2 separate regions of the Pan troglodytes genome follow, and region 2 is linked to region 1. Evidence: chromatin contacts called from public HiChIP or PLAC-seq data. All regions are on one chromosome and are shown on one strand. The core of a region is the stretch at or near the end of the contact, and the rest is flanking DNA. Distances in the headings are between cores, read along the strand shown.

What was found. HiChIP or PLAC-seq counts read pairs in DNA pulled down with a chosen protein or histone mark.
Region 2: an H3K4me3 HiChIP or PLAC-seq map of stem cell-derived excitatory neurons shows a contact between it and region 1, with 6 times the contacts expected there. The contact joins the promoter of DGUOK here to the promoter of BOLA3 in region 1. A contact is called at or near these places in 1 of 7 Hi-C or Micro-C datasets (stem cell-derived neural progenitor cells) and 1 of 1 datasets of contacts at active chromatin or transcription factors (stem cell-derived excitatory neurons).

The regions. Positions count from the first base shown.
Region 1 is chr12:48,603,338-48,610,997 of NHGRI_mPanTro3-v2.0_pri, reverse strand. It overlaps BOLA3 (bolA family member 3), which reads right to left and starts at 3,496. Exons shown (of 3, transcript XM_001153666.7): 1 at 3,324-3,496; 2 at 699-813. The coding sequence starts at 3,377. It overlaps LOC104005038 (a long non-coding RNA gene), which reads left to right and starts at 3,484. Exons shown (of 2, transcript XR_678174.5): 1 at 3,484-3,981; 2 at 4,201-6,614.
Region 2 is chr12:48,822,307-48,829,966 of NHGRI_mPanTro3-v2.0_pri, reverse strand. It overlaps DGUOK (deoxyguanosine kinase), which reads left to right and starts at 3,591. Exons shown (of 6, transcript XM_016948806.4): 1 at 3,591-3,849.

The DNA of each region.
Region 1 (7,660 bases), core at 2,247-4,746:
CCCACGCCACGGGCCGTTCTGTGTGTGTGGGTGTGTGTGTGTGTGGATAAAGGGCCTATCTTCCCCATCCTGTGGATGCAGAAGTTGCTTCTCCAGCCTGCTCCTAACACACTGCCAGCCTGAACTTCTAGGTGCCAGTGGCCACCTGAGAAGGACAGCGCTTGGCTGGGGCTGGTAACTGGGCTTAGGACAGAGTCTCCCCTGAGTCCCGGTTCTGGTTCCAGTTCCACTGTCTCTTCCCTATGAGGAGCTAGGCAATTCCTTTGGCCTCTCTGGGCTCATTTCCTCTTAGCGAAAGTAAGGCAGCTGAAGAAAATCTTTCTGGGGTCCACTCCAGCTCTGATATCCTAGGGTGTCAGAAGAATGGGGGAAAATTAAAGCAAAACCTATTCAAAGTCAAATGACAGACTGTGGACCTCAGCTCTAGGGTGACTGAGAGGGACCTTGTCTGAGCTGAGCCAGGCTGGCAACCTTGAGTCCTCCCAGCTGCGCCTTGTCCTCAGTTTCCCTCTGATATTTCTGAATCCTGACTGCCATCCCATGAGGTGGGGGCAGCCGAGCTCCACCTGTCCAGCAGCAACACATCTTGAGAAGCCACTCACCAGCAGCAAGCCCCCTCCTCCAAGCCCCTGACCCTCTGTCCTTCCAAAGGGCAAAATCTTATCCAAGCACCGTAGGAAGAGTGAGAGAAACCTTACCTGAAATGTCAGTGACTTTTATAGCTGTAGCTCGTGGAAACTTTTCTTTGAGAATTTGGGTCACTCTGAGCTCCCCCTCAGTCTGAGTGGCAAACATCCGATGGTGAAGTGGAAGCTGCCACAGAACAGAGAGGAAGGTCAGGGCAGAGGAAGATGCTGTTGCCCCTGAGCTGGGCCACTGTGCAGGCCCGCCTGCCATTCCCCCTGCAAGGCAGGCCCCTGAGCCCTCGCCAGCACAGCCATGGGTTATGTCAGAGGGGCTCTGTGGTATCAGGAGTCCATGTAAGTCCCAAAACACAGAATAAACTTTTATTGGCAGGGACAGGATGATTGTTGATAACTCAATTTGACTCCAGAGACAAGAGGCCCCAAACCTAATTCAAGAGATGTTTGCTTCCATATAATGTTGTGACACTATTATGCCGATAGTTTGATAGGTAAGGAAACTGAGGCACACAGTAATGTGCCCAAGGTTGAATTCGGTAAGATACAGAAAAGCTGGACAGCCTGCCTCAGATCCATACCACTAGGCCATCCACTGCCCTGGATGGTGGGGCCAAATTCCACACTCCCTCGCCTTTAGGCCTGATTAACATGTCTCGCCCTCCCCAGTGGGATGTGACCTCACAGCCCACTGCTCAATTAGCCAGCTATCCTTCATCATGCACTCCTTCTCACTGGGAGCAAAGTCAGAATTCTATGAAAGAAACTGAAGAAGGAATATCTGTAGGTTGTTTACCATTGGCAACAACACCCCTTCCCCAATGGCTACCATGGGGGAACCTGTGTTTGTGTCTCCTTTTTTTTTTTTTTTGAGACAAGAGTTTTGCTCTGTTACCCAGGCTGGAGTGCAGTGGCACAATCTCAGCTCACTGCAACTTCCACCTCCCGGGTTCAAGCGATTCTCCTGCCCCAGCCTCCTGAGTAGCTGGGATTCCAGGCACCCACCACCACGCTCGGCAAATTTTTGTATTTTTAGTAGAGACGAGGTTTCACCATGTTGGCCAGGCTGGTCTCAAACCCCTGACCTCAGGTGATCCACCCACCTCAACCTCCCAAAATTCTAGGATTACAGGCACGAGCCACCACGCCCGGCCAGGGGAGCCCATGTTTCTGATGGAACACGTCTCAACAGTTAGTAGTGAAGGAGCAGAAAAGCAGGTCGGCAGTCACTTGGCTGGGCTGAGTGCATGCTGAAAAGGCAGACTGGGAATGGAGTGTGGCAGGCCTTGAATGCCAGGCTAAAGATTGTGGACTGTATCGGACAGGAGATGGGACTCCAGGTGATGGAACCCAGGCTCATGGGACCAAAGTAACCTGCAGGAAACAGTGCCTTCTGGAGCGAGTCAGGAGAGATGCCCAAGTAAGAGGCATTACAATGATGGAAGCACCGGGCACTGGTCCCTGACTAGACGTGGATGACAGGTTGGAGGACGCTAGGGCCGTTCATGGGTGCTGGTGCTGAAGGTCCCACCCCTGTACCCCTCAGTCCTTCCTGATAGCTCAGAGCAGGGTCCTGTGTCACAGAATCTCAGAGCACCTCCTTTAAAATGAGCTGTGCACTGGCTCTCTCACCACTGGTCTTATAGGCCAGGAATGAGTCCGGCAGCATCCCAGAGCTGACCCCAGGGCAGGCCCTCAGAGGCACTTGGTGCTGGATGAATGAATGAGCAGGGGAAGAACTAGTCAATTAGGGACAGAAATGCAGGACAGGAGAAAGGTCCAGAGTGTGATTATCTGCCTGCTGTGTGGAGGGACAGAAACTCGATGTTGAGAGGCTGGACAGGATTGCCAGGAGTGAGGGTGGGGTGGAGCTGCTTCTGGGGGCAGAACCTTGAGGGTAAAGGCAGAGAGTAACCAGATGGCAGACAGAATCGGCAGCTACTAAGGGGTGAGAGAGGTGAGGGTTGCAGAATCCTTGGGAGAAGCCTTTCATCTTAGCGGATCTGTGGGCAGCGGCCTTTAGTGGAACAATCAACTGACATCCCCAGATGATCACTGTCCACGCTGAAAGTCACCGCAGTGGAAGAACTTCTCTTCATGCACAGGGCAGGCAGGTTCAGAACCAGGGGAGAAGGAAAATGAAAGTTAAGAGAAAGAATGGTATGAACTGAAGCAAAGGATGGTTCAGAAAGGGGGAGAGATTAGGAGAGCGCGTGGGAAGTGCCCCCTGCTTGGGTTCTGCTCCGGTAGTGTGGGATTTGGAGGAGGATCAAGGTCAGAGGCCCAGTCGACCTTCCCAAGGCCCCGGCCCCGCTGCAGTCCCTCGCACCCACGCCTTGACTCTGAGCTATGACTCCTGTCTTCTGCTCGGTAAATCAATCCTTTTTTTTTCCTGTGCCCGCAGTATTATGACTGTTCATGTGTCTGTCCGCCTGACCTCCAACCTCCACCCAGCTCGGGAGCTCCCCTAGAGCGCGCCAGAGCTTGAAATTTCGAATGCCGTTGTCGCTGAGTGAATGAATGAATGAAAGAATGAATGAGAGAAAGGAAGAGGAGCCCCCCATTGCCAGTGCCGCGCGCGCCCTCCGGGAGCCAGTCCTCAAGCCCCGACAGCCGCCGGCCCCGCGGTCCCTCCGCAGCTCCCGTCCCGGGGAGAGCAGCCCCGACCCTGCCCACGCTCACCCCGCGGATCCCGCGGAGGAGAGGCGCTGCCGCGGCCGGGCTCCATGCAGCCATGCCCGGCCGACGTGACCCGCCGCCCGAGGTCACTGTATGCCCGAAAGACGCGGAGCGGGGGACCGAGAGCCGCCGCCGTGGGAGAGGCCGCCCCCTGCCGCCCGGAGGCCGTCAGCCTCCCGGCCCCGCCCCGGAGGCCTCCGGTCGCCTGGCTCCGGCCCCACCCCGCCATCCCCTGGCCCTGGCTGACTCGCCACCCCCGACACTGCAGCGCCTGCCGGCCTCGGGGCCCCGCCCTCTGCCTTCGCTCGCGCCGCTCTCCTTCAGTCTCCCCAGGGCCTGTTTCATGGATAGGGTCCCCTTGCCCGCGTGAAAGTCTCATTCCTCCTCAGCTCAGAAACACTCCAAGGTCTCGGCGCCCCATACTGGCCTTCCCTCATCCGAATACGCCTCGTGCCCCTGATGTACTTTTCCATTCCCACTCCCTACTCTGGCAGTCTAGCTTCTAAGCTGAGGAGTTTGGCCTTCGCTCCAGGTGCGGGGACTCGTGGAAGGATTTGATTCGCGCTTGAGAAAGATCGCTCCGCTCCTGTAAGGAAGAGAGCGTGTAGGGGCTGCAACCAGAGACACAGTCAGAAGCTCCGAGGGTACCGCGATGGTCCAGGTGAGAATGGAGGGGCCTAACTAAACCAGTGGCGGGAGGGATGGAAGAATGAACTGAGACACTTGGGAGGTGAATGGAATCGAGCGACTGCATGTGGAGGTGTGGGTGGGAAGGTATCTGAGATGACTCCAGTTTCTGGCTTGGACAATGACTTGGATGGAGGGTTAGGTGGGGGCTGAGCAGAGTCCACGAACAGTTTTTAATTTGCCTGAGTTTAAGGTGCCACAGGATACAGCCTAACAGAGGCCCAGGTTGGAGCCATGGACCATGGAGTCACGAGAATGGAAGGGAAGCTGACGCCATGTGGGATGGGGTAGAACTGTCCGCAAATTCGTCCCGCCTCTGGAGTCTTCAGACCAGTCAAGGCCGAAATTCAACCAAGCCTCTCCTCTCTCTAGCTGTTATTTGTTTGGAGCACGCGGTCTGGTGGCACCCTGCAGGATTTACCAGCTTTTTGCCAACATTCTGGCCTATGCAATCAATACGTCCCTTCAGCGTTGCACTTGGATGGATTGGACCTATAGTTGTTATATATGGATATTGTCTAATTTATTTATTACAGTATTAACTGACTCCTATGTTCTGGCCTTCAGAATTTCTCCTTTGGATCAATTACTAGCCTGTCTTACATTTTCTGCTTCATTCTTTTAAAATGTTTAGAGATGATTTGCTAAGTTTTCTTCATTGCTGTCAATGATGCAATTTAAACTGTCAAAAAATTTTTTTCTCAAGCAGGGTAGTAATGGTGAAGACAGCATGGTTTAGATGAGGCGCACCTATCCCCAGCTCTAGGAATGGAAACAGGACCCAAGTCTGGCTAATCAGAGACTGGTTTAGGGTCGGCCCCATGGTCTGAGCCAGACCAATGAGAATTGGTAGAGGGACTTCCTTTTGCAACTTCTATTTTAGAATCGGGGGTATATATGCAGGCTTGTTACAGAGGTATATTGCATGGTGCTGAGGTTTGGAGTATGAACAAATCCGTCCTTCAGGTAATGAGCATAGTACCCAATAGGTAGTTTCAACCCTTGCCCCCTTCCTCCTTCCCCAGTCTTGTATTCCCCAGTGTCTGTTGTTCCCAGACATTGATCTTTTTCCTCTATGTTGCTAAGCTGGTAGAAAGGCTGGAGTTGCTGGCAACCATCTTTGCAACCATGCAGGGAGAACTACTTTGGAAATGAAGCAAGACAAAGAAGAAAACAGATAAAAGGAGACAAATGTTTGACTTTGTACAGCTGGAAACCAGCAATGCTGGAAATGAGCACTGAAGGCAGTTTAATGGGTTTGTCACTTGTAACCAAGTGACCCATGGCAAGCTCACAGATTTGTATTGGCAGAATTCCTCCTTTTCTTTATTTAAAATGGTACTTTTGGCCAGGCAAGGTGGTTCACACCTGTAATACAAAGACTTTGGGAGGCCGAGGCGCACTGATCACCCAAGGTCAGAAGTTCGAGAACAGCCTGGCCAACATTGGCGAAACCCCGTCTCTACTAAAAATACAAACCATTAGCTGGCTGCGGTGGCCTTTCTACCAGCTTTTTGTCTCCAAAAAAAAAAAAAAGGTACTTTTGCTTATCTCTAACCTTCCTCTTCCCCATAATTTAACAATTGCCCATACTATCTGTTACTCTGAGCTACTCTCTGCCCCATTCTCCTCCTCTTATCTTCAGTTCCTCCTAGGCTGTCAGAGCCATCTGAAATGAAAACATTTAGGCCGGGCATAGTGGTTCATGCCTGTAATCCCAGCACTTTGGGAGGCTGAGGCAGGCGGATCAGCTGAGGTCAGGAGTTCGAGACCACCCTGGCCAACATGGTGAAACCCCATCTCTACTACAAATACAAAAATTATCCAGACATGGTGGCACATGCCTCTACTCCCAGCTACTTGGGAGGCTGAGGCAGGAGAATCGCTTGAACCTAGGAGGCAGGGGTTGCAGTGAGCCGAGATTGAGCCACTGCACTCTAGCCTGGGCGACAGAGTGAGGCTTTGTCTAAAAAACATAAATAAAATAAAATGAAATGAAAACATTTGCTACTTGAAATCCTTCAGACTCCCCATCGCCTACCTACAGGCGAAACTCTCAAGTTCTTTTGTATGATTTAACCACTATCTACCTGTCCAACTGAAATCTACCCTTCAGTAATATTATACTTGCACCTCCCTTCATAAGCTATGCTACAAGTTTGGTTATGCAGTTGCCTACCTTTTAAGGTTCAAGCCTTGTCTTCTCCAAAGAGCCACCTCTGACTGCCTCACAGTAAGCTTAGGGCCCGCAACTTACCTGTAACTTTTGTTGCACTTATGGCCTTTTACAACTATCAATTTATGTATGTGTCTGTTCTCACTGGTTTATAAGCTCCCTGAGGACAGAGCCTTGCTTGAGTCATCTGTCAGCAGCCCAATATGGGACAAAAAGTGCATGCATTGTGATTACTGAACAGAACCGATAGAGGCTCAGCAATTTGCGCTCCATAGGTCTAAGTTTGAACTTTTCTAGAAAAGGATTTGCAGGACGATCTGACGAATCTTGGGCTTCCAAATTAGTTCCAACAGTTCTAGTATTTTTTTTTTTTTTTTGACAGAAGCAAATAAGTAAGTTTTACTTTGTGATTAAAACAAAAGTGAAATGCATTTAGTCCCAGGAAATGTCAATCCTTTCTGCATCTTACTTTTTTTTGCTGTGACCTCGAGATTCTCTTGTTCTCTTCAGTTGTATTGGTCCATGATCACTCATAGCTTTCATACACATATATACATCTGAAACTCAGAAAATTCATTAGGTAGGAACTCTTTGGATGCATCTCCTTTTTTAACCTCATTGGGATGATTTTTCGTTGCACCATCATTTTATAGAGCTTCCTAGCACTGCTGAGCATGCAGAATTTTTGCAAATGCAATCCAGAGAAACAGACTTGCTATATACTAGCTATTTGAACTTGTCTGAGCTTATGTGGCATGGTCTAAAGAATACTGAAATATTTCTGGCATACCTCTTAATTGCAGTCACTTTCTCCAGGTTGCTTTATGGATTAAATGAGATAACCTACTAAAGGACTCCAGTAAAAAGCTAAAAAGGTAGCTAGCTTTTGAGGTGTTGTGGCAGACTGGCATCTAGTGGCCAGCGATAAAGGTGCAGACTAGTGTCCACACCTAAGTGGGGACAGTGCAGGCTGTAATGTCCATACCTAGTGGGGACATCGATGGGGTATTTGTCAGAGAAGCTCCATGGCATAGTTTGGACATTGTTTCTGGCTGTGCAGGTTCAAACCCAGAGTCTGGCTCTCCCAAAGATTATCTGAGTTATTCTATTATTTTACAAAGTTTGAAATAGCCATTAGATACCCTTACAAACTTATCATTTTTGTGATTGATTTTAAGTCTACTGAAAATGTCAAAAGAAATCCAAAACTGATTGCTAGTAACTAGGCCAGGTGTGGTGGCTCACACCTGTAATCCCAGCACTTTGGGGCCGGGGCAGGCAGATTGCTTGAGCTCAGGAGTTCGAGACCAGCCTGGGCAACATAGCAAAACTCCATCATATTTACAAAAAATACAAAAAATTAGCCGGACATGATGGTGCGTGCCTGTTGTCCCAGCTACTAGAAGGCTCAGAAAGAAGGATCACTTGAGCCTGGGAGGCGGAGGTTGCAGTGAGCCAAGACTGTGCCACTGCACTC
Region 2 (7,660 bases), core at 2,342-4,841, 220 kb before region 1:
TTCTGGGAATTTGGAATTGGGACCTAAATAAATAAAAAACATTTAACAAAACAAGCATAGATAACTAAAGGGGGGTAGAAAGATTATTACTAATGAATTAAGATAACTGACAGGCAACTTAGGCAAAAGATATTTTCGTTTCTTACATTACACTCTACATGAAAAAAATTTTGAATGTTTTTAGAGGCTGGGTGCTGTGGCTCATACCTGTAATCCCAGCACTTTGGGAGGCAGAGGTGGGTGGATAACTTGAGGCCAGGAGCTTAAGAGCAGCCGGGCCAACATAGCAAAACCCCGTCTCTACTAAAAATACAAAAAATTAGTCGGGCATGGCACATGCCTGTAATCCCAGCTACTTGGGAGGCTGAAGCATGAGAATCGCTTGAATCTAGGAGATGGAGGTTGCAGTGAGCCAAGGTTGCCCCACTGCACTCCAGCCTGGGCAAGAGACTCTGTCTCAACACAAGAAAAGAAAAGAAAAAAAAGAAAAGAAGCAAACCACAGAGATAAAATATTCACAAAGGACTCATCCAGAATATTTGAAGAATAAGACAAGCAAAAGACAACCAATAGAAAAATGGACATAAGACTTCAACAGAGGATACTGAAATGACCAATAAACATACAAAAAGATGTTTGACTTCATTAATCTTCAGGAAAATGCAAATTAAAACCACAATAAGTTATAATTACACACAGCAAAATGGATAAAATTTAAAAAGCTGACAATATCAACTGTTGGTAAGAATGTGGGAAAACCAGAACTCTCTCTCACTGATGATGGCAATGTCAACTAGAACAAACACTGTGGAACTATCTACTATTTGGGAATATCTATCAAAGCTGAGCATATATATGTAACTTATCACACAGCAGTTCCAGTCTTACTTATACACCCAAGAGAAATGCATACTTCTTTTTACCAGAAGACATGTACAAGAATATTTACCGCAACACTATTCATTATGGCTCAAATCTAGAAACTTCCGAGTACATTGTGGTATAGTGACATTGTGGAATACTATACAGCAATGAGAATGAGTGAACTACAACTAATACATTCAACCTGGATGAATCTCACAGATATGTTAAATAAAAGAAGTATTTACTATATAATTCCATTTATATAAAGAAAACGCAAAACTAATCTCTACTGTTGAAGTCAGGCTAATGGTTATCTTTGAGGGATAGTAACTGGCAACGAATATGGGGGATTCTGGAGATGCGGATAATGCTGTTTCTTGATCTGAATCCAGGTAACAGTCATTCCATTTGTGAAAACTTCATTGAACTGTACACTTACAACACATCCTCTTTTCCTCACTACATACTATGCTTCACCATAATTTTTTTTTTTTTTTTTTTTTTTTTTTTTTTTTTTTTTTGAGACGGAGTCTCGCTCTGTCGCCCAGGCTGGAGCGCAGTGGCGCGATCTCGGCTCACTGCAAGCTCCGCCTCCCCGGTTCAGGCCATTCTCCTGCCTCAGCCTCCTGAGTAGCTGGGACTACAGGAGCCCACCACCACACTCCGCTTTTTTTTTTCTCTCTCTCTTTAGTAGAGACAGGGTTTCACCATGTTAGCCAGGATGGTCTTGATCTCCTGACCTTGTGATCCGCCCTCGTCAGCCTCCCAAAGTGCTGGGATTACAGGCGTGAGCCACCGCGCCAGGCCACTTCACCATAAAATTTTTAAAAATAATTTTTAGGAGCTCTGTTACTGGTGGAGGTTGCCCAGGTTCTTGGCATTTTGAACAAAGAATTGGACAAAACGTACAAAGCAAGGAAACAATGAAGCAACAAAAGCACAGATTTATTGTACATCAAAGAACACTCCTTGCGGTAGGAAGGGCCCAAGCAAGCAGCAATTACAGAATTTTCTGGGGTTTAAATACCTTCTAGAGGTTTCCCATTGGTTACCTGGTGTACACCCTATGTAAATGAAGTAGTGGCCAGCGATCAGTCTGATTGGTTGCAGGAGGGGACCACTCAGAGGCTGAAGTAAAGTTACGAAGTTATACCCCATGCAACTAAAGACTTGGCCTGCCACCAGCCTGACTGATTGCCCGCGGGGACCAGTCAGAGGTACTTTCAATTTTTTATCTGCCACCCAGAAGAGGGATTAGCTTCTGGTCCTTTTGTTACTTGGGCTAGAAAGTTGGGGTTTTCCTTTTGATTTAGTTCTAGGAAGTCAGCCTGAATCGGCCTTAGGTTCCCTGTCTCCAGACCCTATTTTCCTGCCTCGTAGCTTTTAGGAGATTAATGCCTGCCTGCAGACAACTTCCTCATTTAACTTTCACAACACCCCTGAGGCAGCAAGATCCTGGCGAGACAGAGAGCCTCTCAAGCTTTTTTGGATGAATATTTTCCAAGTCTGAGTTTACATAGGTAAAGAAATGTAAGCAGTTTTTGTTTTTTTTTTTTTTTTTTTTTTTTTAACAGAAGTGGCTGCTGGAGTGGAGATGGGAATGGGTAGGACTTTAGCCGCTCCAGTAGCCATTAACGCCCCACCCTGGTTATCCTTTAAAAATTCGATTTAAAAAAACGTTCTTAATATATAAACATGACCTCAGCCATCCTATATATACATCAACATAAGAAAAAGGTCCCGTGCTTTTTATGGGAACAGCTTCAAGACAGGTATCCCAGCCCCCGGCCCCTCCCCAGCCCCTCCCCAGCCCCCGGCCCCTCCCCAGCCCCCTTGCAATCAGATCCTTGTCTTCTAAAACCTGCCACACCTAAGAGCGCTGCCTGAAGGCCGGTTTGGCCTGTTGACTCCTGGTTTTGACTGTTGGTGATTTAAGCGATTGGAACTGGAAGCACCATTTGACAACATTTTGTAAATCATTACTTCTGAGGTTGTTATGACGACGGGGTGTGGCAGTCCGGCTTCACCTGTGGCAGCAGCTTAGGTCCCTGCCCTCCTGCAGAGCACACTTCACCGACAGCAGGACTCAGGTTTTATACAAGTTTCTACTCGCCATTGCTTACGTCCAAGAACCCAACCTAACAGGTTTAAACGATTTCCAGTCACATACCTGAGCCACCACCACCTTATCCTGAAGGGATTTTTGGGTATAATGCAAATCGATTGACCGAACATTTATTTACTTATTCAAGACACAAACTAAGAGATGGGGTGTAACTGATTATCTAATTTGTTAATTTAGTCAATAATATGCCAGCATTGTGCAGGGAATTACAGGGAATAGGAAAAAGTTAAATTTCTGTAAATCATCAGATTGAGTCATTTTCCTACTTTAAAACTTCCATTTTCTTCCGATATTAAAATAAAAACCAGACAACAAGCACCTGGGCGGGGGGGGGGAATCCCCTCTTAAAATTACAATTTCTATTTTTAATTTTGTCTTGTTATAAAATTTATTTTAAAGTTATACAAAAATGAGGTGGTTGGATTGTAGAATTACGTCTTTTAAAATGTTATTTGTCCAATGAACAAAAACCACTCGCACCGCAACTCCTTTTACTATCAAATTCTGCACCGTTGCAAAACTTCCTTCACTCAACGCTTCTTTACAAACATCGCGATAGCGGAGCGGTCTCTTGGGCGCACCCCGTCGCATGTTCAACCCCACCCACTTCCTGTCTGACGATCTCCTTACGTCAACGGTACGCTGGAGCGAGTGAGCAGCGATACCTAGGGCGGAAGTGCTCTCGGCGGAAGTGATAGCTGTGCGAATCGTGGGTGGGATGGCCGTGGGCCGCCTCTTTCTAAGTCGGCTTCGAGCACCCTTCAGTTCCATGGCCAAGAGCCCACTCGAGGGCGTTTCCTCCTCCAGAGGCCTGCACGCGGGGCGCGGGCCCCGAAGGCTCTCCATCGAAGGCAACATTGGTAAGGGCCGGAAAGCGGCTGCCAAGCCTTGGCCTCCGCCACGCAGGCGACAGAGGCTGGGAAAGGAGCTGGGCCCGGAATGGCCTGCGTCTGATGCGGCCGGCCTCTCTTTCTGGGCTGCGAGGAGAGCCTTTCCCCTCGCAAAGTGCACTGTGTATCTTTGCCTCCTTGTTTTTAGGATATCGGGCCTCAGTACCCGCCCACAGGGACACATTTGTTGGGGCATAAAAGCCACGCAGTTAGTGGATAGGACAAGAATTGTATTAGCTGTTTGTAATAGATCGAAATTGAAGCGACAAGCGGGTGCAGTTTATTTGTTCTCCTAGATAGGGTTGCCATATTTAGCAGAAATTAAAAATAATATCCAGTTAAAATAGAATTTAAGATAACGAATAATTTTTCGTGTGTGTCCAATGCAATATTTGGGACATCCTTACAGCAAAACAACAACGAAATCACTCATTGAAAGTTCAAATTTAACTGTGTCCTGTATTTTATCTGGCAACCCTATTCGAAGAGAGTTCCTAAACTTCAGTCGTTCAAATACCACATTCACAATTTTTGCCCTGTGCCTGTGCTAGTTGCATAATAATTTCTTAAGGCTTTTCTTAGAAGAACCTCACTTTTTAAACTTAAAAACATGTATTAAATTAAAAATTATTTTGTTAAAAGAGTGAGATCCAGTATCTTGAATAAAAAGTAGTCAGAAAGCAAAATGAAGGCAAAGCATTTCGATTTAATATTAATAAATTCTGACTTGATACTTTTATCTACCAAGTCACTGAGCCCCTAAAAGGGGCTTAGCAAGTGTTGAGTACTGAAGACGTAGCAGCAAACTGAGAATTTCTTTTTTTATTCATTCAACAAATCACCTTTTGAGCCACTTCCATATGCCAGCACTGTTCTTGGCCTGGAGAATACAGCTGTGAATAGAACAAATAAAAATCTCTGCTCTCATGGAACTCAAGTAGGGAGAGATGGACAATAAACAACATAAATTAAGCAAGGTGAACAATATGTTAGAGAGTAATAAGTATGATGGAGAAAAATTAGGGATGAAGAATTGAGGGAAGTTTTTATTTTATTTTATTTGAGATGGAGTTTTGCTCTTGTTACCCAGGCTGGAGTGCAATGATACGATCTCGACTCACTGCAACCTCTACCTCCCTGGTTCAAGCGATTCTCCTGCCTCAGCCTCCCGAATAGCTGGAATTAGGGGCACCCGCCACCACACCCAGTTAATTTTTGTTTTATTAGTAGAGACAGGGTTTCACCATGTTGGCCAGGCTGGTCTCGAACTCCTAACCTCAGGTGATCCGCCTGCCTCGGCCTCCCAAAGTGCTGGGATTATAGGCGTTAGCCACTGCACCTGGCCGAAGTTGTCATTTTAAATAAAATAAGCAAGGTCTCACTGAGAAGGTGACATCTGAGCAAAAAACTGAAGATGAGGGAGCAAATCACGTGGATACCTGGGAGAAGAATCTTCTAGGCAGAGTGAAGAGCAGTTGGAAAGGCCCTGAGGTGGAAAGTGTGTTCGGGGAATAGGAGGGAAATCGTTGTGACTGAAGTCGAGTGAGCAAGGACAGGAGGGAAATTAGGGCAAAAGCCCAAGGGGTGGCCAGATTTTATAGGCCTTATCATGGGTTTTTAATCTTACCGAGATGGGCAGCCATTGGAAGGTTTGAGGAGTCAAGTGACAGTTTTACTTAGATTATAAAAAGATCACTGTGGCTGATACGTTGAAAGTAAAGAGTGTTAAGTGGTATTGCAATAATTATAGTATTGTGAAAAGTGGAAGTGGTGAGACGTGATTGGATTCTAGTTATACGTTAACAAAAATTGAGTTACATTTTAAGTAAAATTTAACAGTGGAAGTGGTGAGAAATGATTGGGTTCTAGTTATATTTTAAGGTAGGGCCAATTGGATTTGGTGACAGGTTGAATGCAGAGTGTAAGGTAAAGAGAGGGGCCAATGATGACTCCAATTATTTTGACTTGAGTACTTGAAAGATAGACTCCCGATTTTCTTTTATTTCCTCCTTTCCTTCTTCCTCCGCTCCCCTCGCTTCCCCTCCTTTGGTGGGGTCTTGCCCTGTTGCCAGGCTAGAATACAGTGATGCAATTGCATCTCACTGCAGCCTGCCTCCCAGGCTCAAGCCATCCTCCCACCTTAGCCTCTTTGAGTAGCTGGATCCACAGGTGTTTGCCACTATGCATGGCTAATTTTGTATATTTTTTGTAGAGACAGGGTCTCACTATATTTTCCAGGCTGGTCTTGAACTCCTGGGCTCAACTGATCCTCCTGCCTTGGCTTCCCAAAGTGCTGGGATTACAGAAGTGAGCCTTGGTTTTAAGCATGTTAGGTTTTTACATGCCTATTAATATCCAAGTAGAGGTGTTGAATAGGTAATTAGATACGTAAGTTCAGAATTAGGGTCTCCCCGGACTGGAGCTGTAAATGTAGGTGGTATTTAATGCCAGAGACTATGTGTTGATGGAAAGGACTGAGCCCTGAGCATGCAAATATTATGAAACTGGGGAGATGGGAAGGAATAAGCAGAGACTGAGAAGGAATGCCCACTGAGGTAGGAGAAAAAAACAAAAGAGAATGATATCCTGGAAGCCAAGTGAAGAAGGTATTCAGTGGGAGGGAATGATCAGCTGTGTTATACTGTTTAAGTAAATGAAGGTCTTTGGTGAACTTGAAAAGAACAGTTTTAGGAGTGTTAGGAGTGAAAGCCTAATTGGTATAGGTTCAAGGAGAATGGGAGGTGAGGAGAGTGGGTTAAGATAACTGAAAGTTTTTAGAAAGGGAAGTCATGGGGTGGTAGCTGAAATTAGAAGAGGGTGTGAGTGTTTAACATTTTTAATTTTCTTTTTGTGAAAAGAATTAGAGTATGTTTTTAAGTTGACAGAAGTGGTCTAGTGGAAAGGAGGAAAATTGGTAAATCGGGACAGAGGATAGAATTGCTGGAGTGATTTTTAAGCAAGAAAGAATGGAATCTATTGCCCAGTGGGAAATAATTTAGCCTTAGCTAGGAGCACAATTCATCCCTAGTAACAGGCGTGATGGCAAAATATATGAGCACCAACTTCAGAGGGTGTGGTGGGAACTTGGGAAGGTCTTGGTTGTGTCTGTTTTCAGAGTGAAATAGGAAGAAAGGTCATCAGCTAAGAGTGAATGTAGAGACAGAAGATATGAAATACTCTAGTGAATAAGCAAGAGAAATGTTGAATTACTGGGTACCATTTAGGTCCCACTTGGAGTTAGTGGTCATGAATTTAAAGTGAGACCAGTCACCATGGCTGTGTGTTTTTCTCCAGCCAAATCCGAAACATTGAAAGGAATGGGAAGGGAGAGTCCTGCTATTTGCCTGATGATGTTGTTATTTAAATATGATGTTTTGTACTGTACTTTGAGAAACACACCCCTAAAGGAAGCTCTGTCCTCAAATCCCAGAGAGAGAACAGGGTATATCACAAAGTAAGTACTTAGGACAGGTCATCAGATAAGGTTTGAACTCCCTCTATTTTCCTGACCTTTGCTTCTTAACCTTGTCAAATTTCTCTGCTTCTTCCTTGCTTTCTCGTGCAACAGAGGCTTACTGAGTGAGGACTAAGAGTCCACTCATGCTGAGCACAGCAGTGAATGGGATACAGCTCCTGTCCTTCAAGGAGCTCACAACTCACAACTAAGTAGGAGAAAGAAAACAGACTCGACATAATTTTCTTTTCTTTTTTTTTTTTTTTTTTTGAGACAGAGTCTTGCTCTGGCACCCAGGCTGCAGTGCAGTGGTGTGATCTTGGCTCA